Regions from separate parts of the Columba livia genome. Here region 1 is linked to region 2. The links are chromatin contacts, called in public Hi-C maps. All regions are on one chromosome and are shown on one strand. The core of a region is the stretch at or near the end of the contact, and the rest is flanking DNA. Distances in the headings are between cores, read along the strand shown.

Region 1 (6,535 bases), core at 321-2,820, 190 kb before region 2:
GACATTTTGCCTTGTATCTTCACAATAACAGACTTTAAACATAATAGCATCCTACAGGGATACAGTAGAATAACAGCACATCACACTTCCTTTTTACTCACCAGCAACTGTTTACAATAAACCACTAATCCTAAGCAACAACTGAATAACAAATGAATAATCTGAATGGCATATGCATCAATGTAATGTGCTCACACAAGAGTAATACAAAGCTTATTCTCACAGATCATTCAAAGAAGATGAAAATTACATGATGAAATCCTGAATCTAGTACTTTACCGCTTCTATCCTCCTGCCTTCAAATCACAACAGCATTTCCTTTGTTAGAAGAGCAAAGGACATATTGGAAACTGGAAAAAATCAAACACAATCTTAACTTTTCATTTCCCCCCCTTAAAATTCTGTCTTTTTGATGCTAATTCAATGAATTAATATGGTCTGCACACGGGTATGTCTTAAGATGGAGCTTTTTACACCTGTAGTCAAGATAGTATAACTGTATAGTATCAGAAAATAACAAAATTAAAAATTTCCACTTGAATTCTACTGTCAGTTTAAATTAGACCTCATAATGACAACTACGTGGTATTGCAATGCAAAACCACAATGAATAATACATATTGATATCTATATATAGTATATTTTTATGCATATGCACACACAAAAATTACCTGCCATAATAAGTTCTAAACCTATAGAAACTTTCAGGTACTTTAATTTTGACTAAGTTCCTACCTTCAAATGTACCTCATATGACTAAATTATCACAAAACTTCAGCTATAAATTATATACATTTTGATATGTTTATGTATTCTAAATTAATACATCTTGTGTAAATATATATTACACATACTTCTCCCTCTCTCTCTCTCTCTGTTTCTAAATCTATATATTTAATCTAATGCAGAGTTGACTTCATTGTTTTTCTTTAGGGCATGCAGTTACCATCAACATTTCTCTAGTACTTAATCACAGATTATAAAATGAACACAACACAGGTGAGGAAAACAGCAAAATTACTATATGGATATATGGCAAAGACTTCTTTGCTTAAGGAAAGTTCTGAAGAATCCTTAATTGAATTCAGATTTCTTTATCTAAAAATCAGATACAGTACCTTCTCCAAAGCTTGTTCTGTTTTCATTTACCAGTCTGGCCACATCTGAAAAGCCATGGAGAATGCAGCAAGCAGAAATGCCAGAAGGAGACACTTACCTGAATTAGATAGGTATCTAACTTTCAGTACACTCCCTTTTTTAAAGAGTTCTTCTCACGTTGAGATGTGGAGGTTATTTGCTGCTCGGCAGTGTCCTGTATGTGACTCTCACACTCAGCAGCCCTGGTGGGGCCCTGGAGAGAGAAGCAGGATTGTGCTCTGTTCACTCCCAGCAGCCTCACTGAGGCTGGGGCTCTTTTGAGCTCAATTAGTTCTAGATTGTTTGGCTAAATGGCAGCCACACTTCCTTCTATTCTTTCCCAACTTAGTTTTCCTGCCTCCAGTCGTGCTTTTTCCTTTCTTTAGACTATAAATAGGCCTGCCACAACACAGTCTATAGCAGTAAGGAAGGCAGGAAATGCATTTAAACAAAGGAAAGATCTTCGTTTTTTTTTTGCCCTCCCCCACCAATATAAGTAAAATAATTTGATAAAGGTTATTCTGCAGACACAGTTCTGTTGTGTGAGGAAAATACATCTTCAAAACCATGCTAGGATGTAATCTTTTGCACTCCACAAAAAGATGAGAAGACACAGTAGCACTTAGGCCTTTTGACCTTAGTCTCTCAAGTAATTATCACTTCCCTTAAGTACTTAATTTTGATTAAATCTTTGAAATTGCTTGAGACTGGAGAGTTGGAACACAGATTTTCTTTTGCTTAGAAAAGAGGACAAAGATGGCTAATGTGTTTTAGGATGGCAAAATATGTGTTATGAGAGGTGCAGATCTTGCATGCTTAAGAATGACATTTAAAGTGTATGAATCATTGTTTCATCAGAGTACTTTCTTCCTCAGTGTCACCCTGCTGCCTCAAGCCAGAGACTAAGAGGTTGGAAGCATTTAAGCAAAGTGCATTTACATACAGGGAAACAGAACGGTTGTGCATGTATTCATTGAGGACAGCTATGCAGCAATAGCTCTTGAATAGCAACTATGTTAAAGTCCTCACATAAATGTTTTGAATTAATTCGATATAAACAATTATTTTAATGGGCTTTGGATCAGTTTTTTGACCAGAAGCTTCCCAATTTTAATTTGATTTAGCTTAGTAGTTTTAAAAATACGTACCAAGCGTCTAAGGCCCTGTCGAGGACCATTTTCAGATTATACTTAATTAAGATGATAATGTAGTACTCTGCTTACCTGGCTCTTTATCTCTTCTCCCTATTCCCACTTTTTTTGTTGTCTGAGGTACATGCCTTTCCTTCAATTTATACAAGCTAGGTAAATTCTGTTAAAAAAGCTTTCTGTGGTCTTTACAGTGGTAGTTCCATGTTAGAAAAGCAGCATGCTTCTTGAAGATAGTTAAGACTGTAATGTATGGTTTGAGATTAATTATTATTTTAGTGGGAAGGCAGAGACTTAAAAGGTAGATGTTGCCATGTGGACAAGTAATTTTTCTTCTGTTTAAGATTTGTATGTGAAATATACACATTCAAGTCCTGCTGAAAGTGGTGAGAGTTAAGGACCTGTGGCATTTGAGGAATTTGGAAAATGTTAAACCTTTTCTTTCAGTCATATTATGTAGGCAATGACCATGACTGGTAGCTCCTATGGTGTTTTATGTAGGAAATCTGTGTTAGCTTCAGGCAGACTAGATGATGCCAGAGTGGTTTATATAAAAATCAAGACCATCTTCAGGAAAGTGCCTGCCTTGTTGAAAACTTTGCAAAGATTCCGTTTCCCATGGTAAGAATGTGGTTGTTTATGAAAGAAAGAATACATGTACAAGTGGTGGGCAAATAAACATTTTCATTGACTTCTTGAAAATTAATAATAAGACCAAGGCTTGCCTTTAAAGTACTTTTTAAAATAAATGAAAATGTAGCGCTCCAAGCGAAAGTCCTCTCAAAATCAATAATTTAATTTCTAGAAAGACCTGAAAGTTACCATATAAATATGATCAAAATATATGATGTTTTTTCTTGTGTTACTATTGATAATTAGCAGACAAGTTTAAAGTCTTAGGAAGATGCCAGTGTTTGTAGATCACATACTACAAACCTGACAAAGAGGAATAGAATTCTTTGTAGTGAAGAGTGGATTAAATTATGACTTCGGCTGAAGGATAGAACCAGTTTTAGCTGAAAAGGTTCTGTGATGGAGATGACTGAAGGCAAGCTGAAGTCTTTCTGGCTCTTTCAGACCTTAGACCAAGGCTGAACGACTGGCAATATGTAAAAATTGATTGAATTCATTATTATGGCACAGCTGTGGAATGGGCCTAACTCACCCTGTTTCTGCAAAGTTGATCTCCACAATATTACAGCACTGAAATGCAAAGCTGTTTAGCAGTATTTCATTTGTGCATACCTTTATTCAAATGTAGCTGAGTTTAAATCTTAAATCTGCTCAGTGAGTGGCTAGTGGTTACAGACTTGAATTTGCATCACACATTCTCTGTGCATTGTGGTGCAGGTAGCACCAAGCACTGCCAGAGCCCTCGGTATGCTTAGTCTTGAATAGCTGCTTGCCTTGTGTCAGCACAGTGCCAGTAGAGCCCAGCCGCAGGAGCCTGCTTGCACTGATTTTGCTGGCAGTCTTTCTTTCAAGCACACACATCTTTTCTCAAAGTCATTCAAAACATCTCCAAACACTGAAAATAGAATAAAAGGTTAAAGTGAGATTTCTCTCCTCTGTCATTCCAACTTTGCACATTGGAAGAAGTTCTCACTCCGTGTGCAAACATTTTCGCTCCCACTTCACTCTTGCAGTCTTGAGGAGACAGTCTGTCTTGAGAGAGATCTTCAGACCTTCCACTTCAGAGTTTCCTTTGGGAATTGGTCATGCAGCTGGTAGAGCCACAAGAAAGCTAAGAGCAGGGTGAGAAAGAATGCTGAAGGCAAGTGCTTGTAAGGTGTAGTTAACTTTTTCTGTGTCAAAGCAGAAGAGATGTATTTTCTCTGACAGCCCCATTTTTACTGGTCTTTCTTATGAATTATCTTCAAGGAAATATAATGACTACATGAGCAGATGCAGAGTGACACTGTGGTGCTCAGAATGCGTGGGGATGTTTTTGGTCCTCTGGAATTCAAAGCATCTTGTCTTCACAGTTAATTTACACTCTGTGCCCTGAAAATACATGCATGTGTGCATGTATTAAGGATGTAAGCAAACTCTTCACTGGGTTCCTGTGTGCAGAGTTAGTTTATCAATGTAATAATGAATTCTTCACCACAGAAAACTTAGACTGAGCTTATTCCATGGCAGCACGACAAAAACACTGTTTTCGGCTGGACACCTCAGAGGGGCTACACACAATAATTTTGATTTCTACCAGTGAGCCACAAAACATGCATCCAGATGCTTTGATATGGTTTCACCCTAGTGCTGATTACTTAGTTCTAATCTGCATCTGGCTTTTCACAATTAGAATGGTAAAAATGGTATCCAAACTCCCAGGAAACTTAAATATCAATTTTTTCAGAACAGTTTCCAAAATAAAAAGCTGAATTACCTGAGCCGCCTTCTGTGCTTTTATGCTGCCCCTCCCTGTGCTGCTGAGCAGCATTGTGTTACGCCACACTTTCCACTGACATCAGTGGGAATGGGTTTGACATAAAGTCGGCATGGGCGGGCAGCACACTCTGGTTTGTCATGCCTATAATTTATTAAATAACTTGAATATTTTTATAGTGTTATTCCTGTCCCTCTTCTCTCCCATCTTCTTCTTGCCTTCACATCTCACTGCCTCATGGGATATGTTACAAAAAATGCCAGAACTTTCCCTGATGAAGCTATGCTGAGGAAGAAACAATAATCAGGTTTTTATCTCTTATAGTTCTTGTTTAGTCTACCTGACTTCACACCATAGAAATCACTTGTCTCAATAGTATTGAGTAAATTATAAGGACACAGACTTTCCTTTTGACTTCTGATCCTGCTAAACACAGATGGTCTTTCTGGACTGCAGTGCAGGCTGTGGGCCAGATCCCTAGGTTCTACAAATTGGTGTTGCTTCATCAGCTTCAGTGGCGCGACACTGATTGGAGCTGTCTGGGGAGTCTGGCCAATTGGTTTTAATGGATCTGTGCCAGTTCATAGCAGCTGGGGAGCTGTGAGTTTAAGGGCCTTTCTAATTGTAGCTTATATTCGCTCTATAGAAAATGCATTGTTTTCCTCCCCTTGCCACTCAAGCAAATCATCAAAACATAGAAATATCCCAACAGATCTGCCGCTTACAGCTGTGAGGCAAGCTGAAGAACAGTTTATTGTGATCTTAAAAAAAAGAAGCCAGGGAAAACCGCAGGTCAGACTCAAGCTGTGAGTCAATGTACCCGAAGAACATAATGTGTGCTTGTGGCCTCATCAGGTTAGCACAGTTGTGGTCTGTAATGCCACATGCCATAAACTATCTCTGTGTGTTTTAGCCTGGTTGTGTGGTAATGAAGGGACACCACAAGTAGAAGTCAGATTTGTTTTTCACCGTATCGCTTATCAAAACACAATGTATATTTTTTTTTTTCTCTGTACCTTAAACAAAGAACATGCATTAAACCTGAGAACAGCATAATAGTGAAGATTAAAGCTTCATTTATAAAATGTTAATATTCTTAATGCTCAAACCTTTGTATATCCTCATCTCTTCCTTGTGATTGACTTCTGTACAACCAGCCAGGAGTTTTAAGCTTTTAAGAAGGTGGTGACAACAGGAAACATCTCCATGGCATTGATGAGGAAATAGAGTAACTTGCCAAAGGTCTCACAGGAAGCAATACGTTTATCTGGAAAGCTTATTCTGTTGGTTGCTTCAGCTTTTCATCGTTCCCCCCCCGCCTTGTCTTATACTTGTCTCCTAGTCCCTTTTCAGTCACATCTTTGTATTCAAGGTTATTTGCATTCTACTTCTGTCCTCCTTAGGGTGTGTGTAATTTTTGTGTCTTCGCTGCAAGCCAGCTCACGATTTCATCTTATGTTCCCACTTGTTAAATTTTCATGTAGGCACCCTTGTGTTTTCTCCTCCATTTATGAGAAGCTGCTGTAAACAACTGCAGCATTACCTCATTGTTCTGCAAAAGCTGTCCTTTGTCCCACCATCCTCCAAAAATGTCAACACTGTTGCTGCAGGGTGGCAGGTAAAAGAGGCTACTTAAAATTTCAACAGGTTCTTGAACTGTCAGAAATTATCTCCAACAAGTTCTTCTAGCGCTGCCAATCTTTGTGGGTAGTTTTTCTGCGCTCCTGGCTGCTCAGGATGCCATGTCAGAAGTCCCCATTCCCCATGGCTGACTGCATCCCTTGTTCATACAGGGCGAGCAGCTGCTCTCACTGTTACTAGCATTATCTCAGTATTTCCTGATATAAATTTTCCACCTTTA
Region 2 (6,482 bases), core at 3,443-5,942:
ACACATCTGCACAACAGGCTGGGTTTGTGAGGAGAGCTATACCAGACTAGCAATTCATGGGGGAATGAAGGGGAGGGCAGGAACAGATGGACCAGGACACAGAACAGGACACAACATAAGGAGAAAAGCAAAACAAACATTCTGTTGTTTTCCTTTTTCAGTTATTAGTTACAGAGCTAGAAGTGTAAGTCCCATTTTGAAAAAATATTATGTTAGAAGAGGGTGTCGTGCACCCTCGCCCTCCAGCAGTACTGTGCTCCACAATAAAAGTTGGACAGGAGGAACCTAAATAATTTGGGACTGACTATGACTGCAACTCATTTGTTTTTCATTTGTGTATTAGTAATCTGCCTGCTGAAGCCATGAGAGAATACAACAGCTCACATGTATTGATTTATGTCCATCTGTCATTTGAAGAAGAGGGGCTTCCCTTCAGCATTCAAAAGAAAGACAAGTATACACAATGAACAAAATAGATAGTTAAAAAAAAAAAAGTGCTGCCAATAAATGACATATTCCATTGAATTCAAACCACCCTTTCCAAAAATTCTGGCATTCTGCAATATGAAAATAAACCCTAAGTAAAAGGAAAAGCAAAGCTTGCCACCTACTGCCCAATGACATAATAGTATGTAGTACTATAGTCTGTCTTCTTTTAACAGACTATCTTGTTTTTGAAACTCATTTCCTTAATACAGAATGTGCAGAATTGCATCTTCAAATATCTTTTCAATAAAACAAAAAACACAAAGTAAATGTACAGAATATCTGAAAGCAGCGTTTTCCTTTAAACTAATTTTAAACTGCTTATAAAATCCCTGACAAGCCTGAAACATCATTTATCATAGCATCCAAACTGACATGGAATTCCTTTTAATATCCTCCAGTAGTGCTCTGGCTTTTAATAAAGCCCGTCTGCAGTTGCATTTTAAGTTTTCTGTAGAAAGAGTACATTAAATTTTAAAAGTTATTACAATAAATAAAGCCTATCAGAAAATATCACATCTGAAGGAGATATTTTTGAAGCTATAGATTGCATTAGTAACAAAAAAGCTGTAAAGAAGGCTGGTTTATTGTAAATACTTCCTTTATCCTGGAAATTCCATGTCTCAACAGCAGCAACTATGGTTCTTTTTGTTTTCAAGCACAGAGAATTTCAATAATTCAACAACCAATAATTACAGTGCTTTGGTGAGCTGTTAGTCTGGAGGCATTTTAATTCCTGAATAACAGTAGGTTCTTTGCTTAGTGTAGGAAGTAGCTTAACAAAGTCGTTATGATTTAATTGCCTACATAACTTCTGAGCATACTAATAGACAGCTCATAAAACACTATCTATGCTGACCACTTCAAACTAGCCAAAAGTCTACCTTCTGGTCCTCCAACACCTCTCTCTAAGGCCTTATGAGATAATGCAGGGAAAATTTGCTCAAGAGGGAAATCAACAAGGATTTACTGCAGAGTCTAATAGCTACTGGCTGGTTACAAAGTCTCAATCAATAGTTGAACAACAACATCAGGAGAAGATTTGGCTTTCTCCAACTGCCTAGGGTTCTTCATCATTTACACTCATGTATTAAATTCAATCATAAAAAAACCACAACAAGCAAACAAAAAAAACCCCAACCAAACGAAAGTGTCTTTCACCAGATACTGATCAACAGTAACACCCAAGATATGAGTAATAAACCTCCTTGGTAGCAGTTAGATTAGCAACTGATTACATATTGTATAATATAATAGATTCCTGGAAGGAATTTATCAAAGTAGAAGGATACATGTCATATGTAACCTTTATGGGACCTAGGTAAAATGCAAGCTGCTTCTCAGCAGAAAGAAGTCTGCTTCTCAGTGAAGTGTTCAGACTCTAGCACTGAAGAAAATAACTTTACTGGAGATGAAGTATATGTCTCTCAGGGTTCCTAAATCATGAGTGGAACAGGCTCTTCATAGATCAGAAATCGCTGATGCATTTGTAACTAATCAGATAGGCCCAGTCCTGAAAATATATCTGCCTTTGTCTAAGACACATCATTCTCCAAATGAAGATTCTTGAAACATCTAGTTATCTCCTACACTAGCAAACTGGTATGATCAAGTGAACCCCCTGAAGAGGGGTTCTTTGTGTCTTTGTTATCTGTTTAATAAGGTTATTAAGAATGAATTCTCAATATAGACTGGAACTGTTAAGACAATACTACAAGTTATATAATACCCATAACATACAAATCAGCTAATAGTTGCAACTAATTTTATTTTAAAGGGTTAAAGATTAAATATTAAGCGAGATTTCTGATTCAATGACTAAAGGCAGACACATCTACAAACATAGTAAGCCTTTTCTCCAAGCTGAATATACCTAAAAGAGAGGAAAATATCTCTGATTCAGCAATCATGACAACATTAAACAAAAACACCTCAGTTTTTCTAAACACAGAACCCTGTTAAACCACATTTCTATGCCTAATATCAGTAAAAAACCACTTTGTTTTTCTTTCTTTGAACGTTAACAGTCCATTTTCCAAATAGGCATTAGTTTTCCAGATTAACCTACTGAGATCTATTCCCACAGGTCTAAAGTGTGGCAAATGAAAATTACATGAAAATTATTCCTGTTAGGTTACTGACCATAGGTGGTCCGAGGAAAATGGCTACGTGCAATGCTGTTTTTATAATTTGCTTAGAGAAACAAACTTTAACCTGGGTGAGTTACTTTTAACTGTTTGGGTTAAAAGTCTCAATCAAGTATAAAATTGTTGCATAGCTTTTCTGGTATCACAGACATTTGCTAAGAGAGCAACTTTTTTAAAAAGTACACGTACTGAATGCCTAGAAAGACTTTCTGCCACGTGACAACAGTATTACGTCAAGCCAAATTTTAACAATACAAATACTCCTTCCTAATACTAAAAAACACAGTCATGCTACCCATGAAAAGCTTTGCTCCTTCAGTCCCTAGCAAACCACCGGAAAGAAGTTCTTCTGATTGTTTCCCAACATCTCCTGAAATAATTCCTTGATAAATGGTAAAAGTTCCAATAGCAGCACAATTAAAAAAAGGAAAAAAAAAAAAAAAAGCCATACTGGAACAGAACATACCAGTTCACAACACAGTAGCAAATGACGTTGAAAACTCCTCATTAAAGCCTCTGCTACACATATCCTCATACCAACACTGAATGGCTAGGCACACGTGAGCTTTTTAAACTAAGGGAAAAACAAACAAACAAACACAAACAACAAAACAAACAAACACAGCAAAAAAAACCCAAAACACACTGTTTTGGAATGGTGGCTTACAGCCGTCTTTTCAACTAAGCTGACACCAGTGTATTTTTACAAGTAATTTACTTGCCTGAAAAGCAGTGCCTTGAAAGCAGAGACAATTATTTCTACATACATGGAGTATACCTAACTCAGCATGTCTCTATTTTGGTGTTATACAGAAGCATGAATATATTCCAGTACCACTCAAAGACAATAACTTAATTAAAAAGCTGTTTACCTTGCAGACTCTGTTCAATTTGCTGGGATTGTGGGAGGGAATACTATGTTGACATTCTCAAAAGGAGTGTGCCTCACAGGACAATATGAGTAACTGACTTAGATAAAGAGTTTTCAAGTCGATTAGGAAGAAATCAGTAACCTGAGGGATAACAGGGTACACTACAGTTCCTTGCAGCAGGTGTTTTGTTAAAAGCACTGTGCAAAGGCACCTCAGAATCCACCCCAAGTAGCTCACAATCAAATATTAATTTTCCCGACTCTCCCTGGAGGCACCTTGTGTTAGCAAACCTGTAACAAGGACATTGCGAGTTCATTACATGTTAGAAGCCTAGACCGAAGGGATACAGTCATCCGCTTAACACTGCAGATAGACTGCCACTTTTCCATCTCTCTAACACAAACTGGTGGGACTCAAGAACTGCTGAGAAAACCTCACCTCTGACCACTGGAGTTAAATTTTGAAGCCTGAAAAGCAGCACAACCTCAACATTTCAAAGCACATGGTGCTGATACGAGCTCACAGAATTTAGACATTCTTTTCTTAGAATGAATCAGCCATGGCTCTGGGCTCTAGCAAGGCATATGTAGCATATGACTTACAAACAAAAGCTCTGAAGCCCAAGGTAATGGTCTATGGTTGTATCTTAACAGTGTGGTCATGGCTCACTCAAGGATTTGTTCAGACCCCTCTATACACTCAATACCCTCAAGTACACACCTAGGTGTATCAGCCCTGAGCACACATACACACACATGCCTAAGAACACAGATTAAATCCCAAATTGCCCCAAGAATGGGAAAAATCAGATTTAATAATATTAATATGGAATATTCTGCATAGAACCAAAAATATTAACTTTACAAGACATCATTGCTGGAATTATAGTTCAGTTATTTCCAGCTGCCCTGTGTAGCCCAAGGGAAGAGACGGTGTCTCCTCCTGAACAAAGAAGGCAGTGTATCATACAAGTTCCTGGCTTTGAAGGGGAAGTGTATCACGAAGAGAGAATGAAAACAATTGAACTACAACTTTAAGAAGTTAAGAAGTCCTCACAGACTTTCTAGTTTTAGCTTGGATTAAGATTTTTTTTTTGTTTTGTTTGACTTTATGATGAGATGACTAGTTAGGTACATGAGTAAGATGAGTCTTTTTACCTTGGACTTTTGCAAGGTGTTTGACACAGCTGTCTCCTTACACAAAAATCAGTAAAACACAACTGGATTATAAAGTGGGTGCAAAAACTGCATGGCTGAATAGGTGGTACTCAGTGATACAAAATCCAACTCAGAAGGTTAAATGGGTAACTATTCGTTTTCCTTAAAGATCGATACTGGGACCAATATTGTTCAACAACTTTTTTAATGATCCAGAGAAGGGGAAAAATGCAGTCTCAGCAATTACACAGACAACTCCGATTTGGAGGAGTGATTGTTATGCTGTAGGCCTGAGGGATTTTGACAGGCTGGAGAAATGGGCTCATGATGTTCAAAGGCAAACACAAAGCCCTGTATCTGAGATAGAGCAACTCTGTGCAACAGTGCAGGCCTGGCACTGAAATGGCTAGAAAGCAGCCCTGCAAAAAGTGACCTGGGGGTCCTGGTGGACAAACTGAACACGAGTCAGCAGCATGTCCCCGCATGAAGAATGTCAATCATATATTGGGCTGCATTTGCAATGGCATAGCCAAGCAGGTCAAGGGAATGACTGTTACCTCTATCTGGCACTTGTGAGACTGCAGCTGGAGTATTGTGTCCAGTTACGGTGTCCCCAAACCAAGAAAGACACTGACACAGTAGACTGAGTCCAGTAGCGGGCCACCAAGGCTATGAGAGACTGGAGCGTAGAGTCTATCAAGAGAGATTAAAGGAGGTGAATATGTTCAGGTCTAAGAAAAGGCAGCTCAAGGGTATGATATTGCAATCTACAACTGCCTCTTGAGAACATATAGAGAACACTGAGCCACATACAAAGAGACAAAGGGTAACAATCAAAGTGCAACAACAGAAATTTCAACTACATATGTTTGTTTTGTTTTTCTTGAGAGTGGTCAAACATTGCAACAGGTGCCCAGAGATACTGTGAGATACCCAACCTTGCAGCCTTCAAAATGTTCAAAGCTCAACTGCACAAAGCCCCAAGCAACCTCTTATAGGGAATTGTGTTGGACCAGATTGCTTTTACTTCCAGCCCAAGGTTTTAGTTTTTCTGTGCTTCTAATACTAATACTACCCCAAAGTCCTTGCTTTTCTTAAAAAAGTGTGGGGGTTTTGTGTTTTGTCTTAAGTCAAAGTATTTTTGGACAGAAGTCCAATATTCTGTCAAGAGCTTCCATGAAGTATTTTTAAACAGACATCACAGCTAAGTCCAAGTCCAGGGCTCTTCTAACTAAAAAGCAGTGAAGTTTCACATGTTCTGTATACCTTATCTACAAAAGAACTGTCATAATTGTGATGAAAATGGATGTCCTCCAGAAATATTTACTCTCACACTAGCTATTAACCTTCAAGAAATATTTATCTTATTTTTTTAGACCGTCAACTGATCAGTCATCACATGAACCAATCTTAGAATGCCATGCTCTAGAAAATAAATTACATGCAGTCAAAGATAAAAAAAACCCTTAGTACACGAGATAGGAAATAGCTAAAAGAGCAGTCTCTTATATTTTGCAGTGAATCTTAGCCAAGAGTTTGTACAAAGTCAGTCTTCACAGATTATTTTACATATATATGTAAATAAATACTTTACAATTACAGATTACATAAAGAATATATTCCATTTTCAATTACAACTGTCCTACATTGCTGATTTCAGTAAGGTCAGAACACCATGCCCAGTTCTTCTCTCAGACATTTTTTTTCCAATCTAAATTCATATTAATTTCACATCAATTAGTAAAAGTTGGGGAAATACTGAAAAAATATACTACATGCTTGAACAGAAGTAAAAAATAGTTTTAAGACACAGCTTGACA

What was found. Hi-C and Micro-C count contacts between places; a contact is called where the count stands out from the background.
Region 1: a Hi-C map of liver shows a contact between it and region 2, with 2.2 times the contacts expected there. The contact joins the promoter of RASGRP3 here to the enhancer-like site in region 2. A contact is called at or near these places in 2 of 2 Hi-C or Micro-C datasets (crop and liver).

The regions. Positions count from the first base shown.
Region 1 is chr3:86,892,349-86,898,883 of bColLiv1.pat.W.v2, reverse strand. RASGRP3 (RAS guanyl releasing protein 3) reads right to left here and starts at 1,570. Exons shown (of 17, transcript XM_005503786.3): 1 at 1,217-1,570.
Region 2 is chr3:86,708,926-86,715,407 of bColLiv1.pat.W.v2, reverse strand. The region is part of intron 3 of LTBP1 (latent transforming growth factor beta binding protein 1); the gene reads right to left. Among named protein-coding and RNA genes, the nearest start is that of LTBP1, 35 kb to the right of the region's middle. Within about 2 kb of position 4,692, at least 1 of the 3 cell types and tissues checked has an H3K27ac peak away from gene starts, as active enhancers do.